Linked DNA regions of Mus musculus: region 2 is linked to region 1. Evidence: chromatin contacts called from public promoter capture Hi-C data. All regions are on one chromosome and are shown on one strand. The core of a region is the stretch at or near the end of the contact, and the rest is flanking DNA. Distances in the headings are between cores, read along the strand shown. Region 1 holds the start of Pip5k1a (phosphatidylinositol-4-phosphate 5-kinase, type 1 alpha). Region 2 holds the start of Pias3 (protein inhibitor of activated STAT 3).

Region 1 (3,989 bases), core at 417-2,916:
GCGGGCCTTTCCAGCCCTCAATCCCTACTAATCTCTAACTACTCTGACCTCTCCATATTGCCCAGTTCCTTACGATTTCTTCATACATCATCCTAGGCATTCCTCCAGTCCCTATCCTATTATGCAACATCCTCCCATAGCTCTCAAGTCGCACACACCCCTCCCCATCTTTATGAAGCCTAACCACAGGCCTAACCCCGACTCTTCTACAAGTCAAGGCTTCATTTCATTTACCCTCCTTCTTTTAGGGTGTTTTGACCTTGACCTCCCTCCTCATCCTTTAGATGTTTCCAATGTTTCCCTCTGTGCTGACTATAGTAAGCTCCCATGATCCCAGCACTAAGGCCAGTCAGGAAGGCATAAGAAGTGCCTGTATCAAAATACAAAACAACACAACTCCTCATTCCTTTCCACAGTTGTACAACCTAAAGATAGGAATCCCCTAAAGAGTTAATGTGAGAAAGTAAGCATGTGGCTGGCTGCTGCTGACAAGAGATGAGAGGAGGAATGACGCACTGGGAGGGGGGCGGGCGGGGGGTGGGGGAGGGAGTCTGAGCGGAAAGCCACTCCAGGAACTTACTCCCAATAAAATCCACAATTCCCATGACTCTCCATTACTTTTAAGTTCCATAATCCCCTCAACATTTTGATCTATTAATTTCACAATCACTTTGGTATCTACCTTACACCTTTATCTACCAATACTCCGTTTACGTTATTTTGTCTTATTAAGCCCAGATCCTGATGCATGCTAGACGAGATCTCCACTACTAAGCTGTATCCTCAGTCTCCACTGATTCGTTTCTCCACTCCTGTTGTCGTTTCTCTCTTAACCCCCAACCTTCAGTCTCCATCCTTCCTCCTCAAAGTTCTCAACGCAGTCGCCTCTGAGACACTGTGTGAGTTTTCGTCAGCTTCCCTTTTTCTCAGCGACATCCATCCTTTCCCCCAGACTCCTCTAGTAATAGAATTGTCTACTTCAAAGTCCGGTCCTGTCCTCCCTTAGGGGCAACCCCTCGGACATCCTCAACCACAGGTCCCCTCCCAGGACTCGGTCTTGTTCCCATCTCACAGTCCTCCTCAGTCGGCTGCCCGCGTCCCACCCGACTCACCTGCGGTACCAGCAGGGGCCCCGGCATCAAGGGATGAAAACCCGGCCGCCGCTGGCCCTGAGGAGGCGGACGCCATCTTGGCAGCCCCCTCCCCCTCAGCGGCTTCGCTCCCTTTCAATCCGGCTTTTCCTTTTCTCGGAATCGAATCTTCCCCACGTCTCTTCACAGAACCCGCGTTCGGCGGGCTTCTCACAGGCGTTGTTCAGGCTCCAGGACAAGCTCAGGACCGCACCACTTGCCCGGCATGGGGGAGAGCTGCAGTCTCGCACCTTCCTAGCAACTTGAACTGCTCTCCGCCAAAGCTACCTTCTCTTACCAGACAGGAACACTTGAGCCGGGCCCCGGGAGTCCCGCGTCTCGGATAGAACAAACCTAAAGGAAAACCTAGGCACCTGAGGTGCCCCCAAAAGCGAATGCCCCCCCTCCCTCACCTCCCCAGCCACTGCCTGTTTATCCCCAACTCCACCGCTCGGCTCAGGGTGGGCGGCCAAGGAAACCCCGGTATTGCGCATGCGCCACAGCTTCTCGGCGTTCGTCTATCTAGCCGGAGAAAAGAGAAGCCAATCAGAGGGGACTTCGGATCACGTGACAGATGATGCCACACCCCAAGGAATCCACCGACCGTAGACCGTGAGTCTACGGTGGCTCAGTAGGCCAATATAGGTTCGTATCTTTGATCGGGTTGCTAAGAACTCTTGTTAAGAATCAGCTGGACCGAGATGGACTGAGCTCCTCAAATGACAGTCCTGGAAAGAATTCGGAACGCAGCTCTGTGTCAAGTCCGAAATGTTAAGCTCTTGTGCACTACAAAACATCACAACCATCAAGAATTCTTCCAGCCTTTACTGTTTAAGGTGTCGGCTTGTGGGATCTTCCTTCTAAAGACATAAAAATAGATGTTTTGTTTACTTCAAACAGTGCTAGACACAGCGACAGAGTTCATTAAATGTAAATATTTGATAAATAAGGCAATGAGGATTTGTCAACAATATAAGAAGAAAAGTAAGAAAAATACATAAAAACAAAGTTTAAAAGACCTGATAAAAAAAAGACTACAGACTATCAAATAACCTCCCCCTATCCAAAGTCCTCCTTAGCATTCAGTTGCTAATTATCTATACTCCAAAGGGCATAGAAATACAGAGGGATTCTACTCTAGCCTAGTTGTCATATGAACTCTGCCCAGTTTTTTTTTTTTTTTTTTAAAGATTTATTTATTGATTATATGTAAGTACACTGTAGCTGTCTTCAGACACTCCAGAAGAGGGCATCAGATTTCATTAGGGATGGTTGTGAGCCACCATGTGGTTGCTGGGATTTGAACTCTGGATCTTCGGAAGAGCAGTCGGGTGCTCTTACCCACTGAGCCATCTCACCAGCCCTCTGCCCAGTTTTTACAAAGAACCCTAGCAGCTGTGAATATTATGGGAAGCCTAGGGAAGGCCTTTTTGAACAAGCGCTTCTGAAAAGCAAAGACTGTGTGCTAAAGTTCTATGTCCACCTCCTGTCACATTTTTGTACAAGGTAATCACTCAATAATTATTTGTGAAATGAATAAATAAAAGGCATGGGAAAAAACCTCCAGCTTATTGGTTCTAAAGTGGCCTGGACACCTATCCAGATGTTCCTCCAAAGGGAACCCAGGGCCAGAGTATCCATCAAATATCTCCCATTCCTTAACCTCAGATTTCTTCCTCTGCCTTCAAGACCTAAAATATTTGTTTCCTTACTGCCATCTGCTGGATTCTTTGTGCTCCCTTGGGTACTAAAGATTGACAAACTTCATTTGATAGAATTAGCATCACTAATTCAACAGCATTTTGACTCGGTAGCACTGAAGTATTGTATGTTGTACTGTACCTGAAACCTTCGCCCTGCTGTTACTGGTGTCAGACAGTGCTATTCACTCACAGGTGAAGTTGTGTCTCACAGATACTTAGTAAATACTGTTGAATAAATTGTCTATATTTCCAGAAAAGGCATTCAGTCACCTGGGAACTGTTAAGACCACTCATCAGATAAAGGCACCAAACTATGCCTAGGTCCATGAGATGGGATAAGAGAATTGATCCATTCAAGTTTTCCTCTGCCCTCCTCTTGCACAAGTTAACAAACACTTGAGTTAAGTGTAAACTCAGTTGATTCTATTTCCTAAGGTGCTCTAAAAATCAATTGAGGTAGAGATTAAAGCTATTTCAGACTCTGAAATTGTAAGTAGGCAAAAAGGACCTAAATGCATAAGGCAGTTAAAAACAGAATTATCTCCCTATAGTTTGTATTTCAGTTCTGAAAGAAAAATTAAAAAAAAAAAACATCTTAAGCTTCCTAGGGGCCTTTGTCTCTACATCGCCCAGGAAATGGCCACTGTCACAGCCCCACCTTGTGTTATCCGCTTATGTGTGTAACTCCCTCATAAGATGATACTTTTTAGAGCAAAGATGATGGCTTTTCATTTTTACAGTTCAAGAATGTAGACTATTGCCAGGCGGTGGTGGTGCATGTCTTTAATCCCAGCACTTGGGAGGCAGAGGCAGGTGGATTTCTGAGTTCCAGGCCAGCCTGGTCTACAGAGTGAGTTCCAGGACAGCCAGGGATATACACAGAGAAACCCAGTCTCAAAAAAAACAAAATAATAAATAATAATAATACACTATCTTTAAACATCTGGGCATGGTGGCACAGTATCTTTAAACATCTGGGCATGGTGGCACACTATCTTTAAACATCTGAGCATGGTAGCACACGCCTGAGGTTCCAGCTCCACAGATAGCTAAGATCCCTTAACTTGTTCCCTTGAGTTTTCTTCCCTTGAGTTTTCTTCCCTTTTTCTCCCCCGCCCCCAAATCTTGATTTCCAAAAGAGCCTGGACGATAGGCA
Region 2 (3,989 bases), core at 1,013-3,512, 1.6 Mb after region 1:
TGAATGCTCTATCTGCATCTAAACCTGCGAGCCAGAGAAGGGAATCAGATCCCAGTACAGATAGTTGTGAGTCACCAGTCACACAATGTGGTTGCTGGGACTTGAACTCAGGACCTCTGAAAGAGCTCGGTGCTCTTAACCACCAAGCCATCTCTCCAGCCCCCATATACTTATCTTGATATGCCCATTTACTGGTCTGGAGTCACAAAAATGTCTGGGGCAAAAACAATATCAAGTGTAAGAAGAAACAAAACAATATGGTTGGCAATGAGCTCAGCTGGCTGTGCCAACATCCCAGTGCACAAAGTCTGAGGTTCTATCCCCAGAACAGACAAGTACCAGGGCCTGATTAGCATGCGGGGAGCTGCAGATGAGATTTAGGGCCAAGTACTTAAGCCTAAATTTAGCTTGAGGGGCCCATCATTTCAAACAGCAAGCAACAACTCCCTTCCCCAATCCCCAGTGTTAGGAGAGGGTGGTTATTTCCCTAGGAACAAAACCAGGAAGTAGTCAAGTATAATTAACAGGCACTAGAAATATTGTTAGCACTTTATGGCCTGCAGCTTAGGTTGGGGCTCATGGAAAGGATTACACTGAAGGCTTAAACTAAATGAGATTATTCCTAGTATTTACTAGAGCTTTTTATTATTTTGCATGTTTGTTGTACAACTTGCCTCTGATGCCAGACTGAGCTTTCGAATGGTTTTAAGCCCTCAGCACCTAGCAATCCCTGATTGCCACTTTAATATTTACCTCCCCCCTTTACAAATATTTACTGGACAAATGACATTATCCCTGAGGCCCCAAACAACTATAAAATGTGGAGTTTTTACGATAACTAGTATAAGGAACAGTGCCTTAAAGTAGCTATCTTTATAGATATAGAAATGAACTACTCAGCCAGGCAGTGGTGGCTCATGCCTTTAATCCCAGCACTCGGGAGGCAGAGATAGGTGGATTTCTGAGTTCGAGACCAGCCTGGTCTACAGAGTGAGTTCCAGGACAGCCAGGGCTACACAGAGAAACCCTGTCTCGAAAAACAAACAAACAAACAAACAAACAAAGAAATGAACTACTCAAATCGTCAGGTTAAGTGACCAACTTGGTTGAAACAGGGCCCTTTGGAGGGTCCAAAGCTTTGGAGGAGGAAGTAGGCACTTTAAAGAGGGGCAGAAGTGTGTCTTCTGTACCTGTATCTCCTTGTGTTCACCAACTGTGGGATCCCTAGTTACTGAAAGCATATTTGGAGGTTGGGAGATAGAGGGTTATCTGTAGGGATTGGGCTGCTTATTTTCCATTTGTAGCCCAGGTTTTCCCCCAGATAGATGGAGATCTCATCCTATAACCTTTCTAAACAACCAGAGTCCCAATGCACATAGTCCCAGTCCAGCCCAGTCCAGGCTCTACACTCCCTCCCGCAAGGGATCAAAGGACTACTCAAACTTTGAATGCCCAGAATCTCTTCTCTCCTCAGCGCTCAGAGGAGTTAATAACTCCCGCCCGGCTCCTGGGCTCCGCCCCTCTCCCCTCTCCGAGGTCCTGGCGGGCTTACCCTGGAGGGGGCGGCCCCAGCAGCAACGCTTGGCCGGGCGGAGCTCAGGCCCGGGCGGTGCTGCGGCTGCAGCGTCCAGCTGCCCGACTGAACTCCAGCCGTGCAGCAGACTGCCGGAGCTGCGCGAGCCCTTTCTGCACCGGGGCTCACCCCCGCAACTCTGCGGGTAAGTCCTGCTTTCCGCACCCAACTTTGTTGCCTGTCAAGCCTTGAGTCGTATGGCGCTAGCAGGACCTAAGCTTGTAATTGCTGTGTTCGGGGGAGGTGAAGAATTCGGAACAGCCGTCTCCAACAGTTCGCAAGTCCCCAACTTCCCCCAAAAAGGACAGGAGAGCATCACTTTCAGAGTTGGCGGGACTCTGGGATTTCGCTAACTAAACTTGCGGCGGAGATCTCCGGGGGACAGGGGCTCCAACTTCGCCGCCCCTCCCCCATCCCTCGGAGCTCCGGCAGTTCCGGATACTTTCCCTCCATCTTTCAAGTATCCTTGGCTGCCTAAAAGCCCATCCCTTCGGGTCCGCCTTCTCGTCGTTACCCGCAGGGCCCCGAGATCCCCGGGCTGCACACTCCCTGCGGGGCCACCGTGTCTCCCGCCGCCGGGAGACTTGCCCCGGCCATCCGGCTGCAGGAGAAGGGGCGAGGCCGGCGGCGGTCCGGAGCCCGGCGGGCGGGGCCGGGAAGGGGAGGTGTAGGGGGCCGGACGGGGCGGAGCAGGCGGCCTTTGCGGCCGGCGCTGGGGCGGAGAGTTTGCGCCGGTCCCTGGGCCTGAGCTCCGGCTCGGGCTGGGGCGCCTGCGATGTCTCAAGATGGCGGAGCTGGGCGAGTTAAAGGTACCGGCCCCCTCCCCCAGCCCCAGCAGGACTCGCTCGGCTGCCCGCTGAGGCGGGGAGGCGACCAGGCTGGGCGCAGCGGGATGGGGTGGGTGCGGGCGACGTGGCAGGGACTGGCTACAGGGATGCGCGGGCAGCGGCCGCGAAAAGGGGCTGCGGTGGCGCCCCGGGGGCGGGGCCGCAGGGCAGATGCAGGGGTGGGGCGGAGGGGGGAATTGTCGCCCCGGAGGGCCGAGGCACAAGGGGCGGGGACGCGGGGCCGTAGCCGCTTTTAGTAGTAGGTAGTTGCAGGGTACAGGCGGGCGAGGGAAAGCTCCTCTAGAGGCGTAGGGGTGAGTCCATCAGGCCAAGAGGTGTGACAGTGAGGGGGAGCCGTAGGGATGGGACCCGAGGACCAGATGTTATCAAGCTCCCGGGGACCTGAAGCTTAGGCTTGGGGCTGCTGTGGGCATCCGAGCCTTGGGCAGTACCGATAGGGGGGCTGAGACGTAAGGGGGCGGGGCTGTACAGGAGCGTACCTTAAGAGATGAGGCAGGAGCATCCTGGAGGCTTAGAGTAAGGAACTGTCCTAATGAGGTCCTGTGGTTGGAGAGGTAGAGAAGTGTGAACCACTGGATAGAAAAAAAGTTATTGAGCCAGTGGAGAAATAAAAACAAGTAGGAGGAGCCAAGGATGGAAAGGTAGAGAGAAGGACAAGGTTTTCATCACATTCCTGAAAAGGAGACCAGGAGGAAAAGAACTTGGGAGAGCTAATGGTCCACCCGTGACTAGGTCTTCTAGACATTCACAGAAGGGAGCCCTAGAAGGAGAGAGATCTTGCCCCACCACAACACAGTCTCCAAGGAACCACACCAGAAGATATCCTACAGAACCTTAGACCTTCATTCCCCCATCTTCTGGCTTCGCCCCATCCTTGTCCCGAGTAAGCCTGAGTTCTAGCCATTGGGCCATCCACGTTTAAGAGCTGACTTCTGTGCTTTGGTTCACAGACCCCATTCTCATTCTCTTGGGGTCTCTGTTGAGAAGTTTGCCTTGGTTCCCACCCTGGTGGCTATCTATGAATATACCATGTATGAGAGAAAGAAGGAAGATGGTAGTTCTGGACTGTTTGGTTTCAGACCCCAGGACAAGGGGGCTGAGGTGCATATTTTACATCTCAAAGCAGCCCTGGCCTCCAGGTTCTCCCAGCATCCCTCAGTCCCTACCTGGCATTCTAAGGCCTCAACCCTAAACTTTCCAGCCCAGGGGCTGGGCTGCCCTTCCCCCAAGGTTCTTCCCTATATAATCCAGACATTTTGTGCGTTCCCCCCCCCTTTCCTCCACCCTATGGCGATTCCCTTAGGACAGCTTCCTAATAAACTTAACTTTTTTTTTGTTTTTGTTTTTTTTTGTTTTTTTGTTTTTTTCGAGACAGGGTTTCTCTGTGTAGCCTTGGCTGTCCTGGAACTCACTTTGTAGACCAGGCTAGCCTGGAACCCAGAAATCCGCCTACCTCTGCCTTCCGAGTGCTGGGATTAAAGGCGTGCGCCACCACGCCCGGCAAATTTACCTTTAATCTAATCTAATTTGGCTTGAATTGGCTCATTTCACTGGCAGAGAAATTAGCG

What was found. Promoter capture Hi-C pulls out the DNA fragments that hold promoters and counts their contacts.
Region 2: a promoter capture Hi-C map of pre-B cells shows a contact between it and region 1, with 3 times the contacts expected there. The contact joins the promoter of Pias3 here to the promoter of Pip5k1a in region 1. A contact is called at or near these places in 1 of 39 promoter capture datasets (pre-B cells), 1 of 115 datasets of contacts at active chromatin or transcription factors (large pre-B cells) and 2 of 9 other capture datasets (adipose tissue and liver).

What each region holds. Positions count from the first base shown.
Region 1 is chr3:95,105,264-95,109,252 of GRCm38.p6, forward strand. Pip5k1a (phosphatidylinositol-4-phosphate 5-kinase, type 1 alpha) reads right to left here and starts at 1,667. Exons shown (of 15, transcript NM_008847.3): 1 at 1,113-1,667. The coding sequence starts at 1,188.
Region 2 is chr3:96,694,814-96,698,802 of GRCm38.p6, forward strand. Pias3 (protein inhibitor of activated STAT 3) reads left to right here and starts at 2,263. Exons shown (of 14, transcript NM_001165949.1): 1 at 2,263-2,382. The coding sequence starts at 2,359.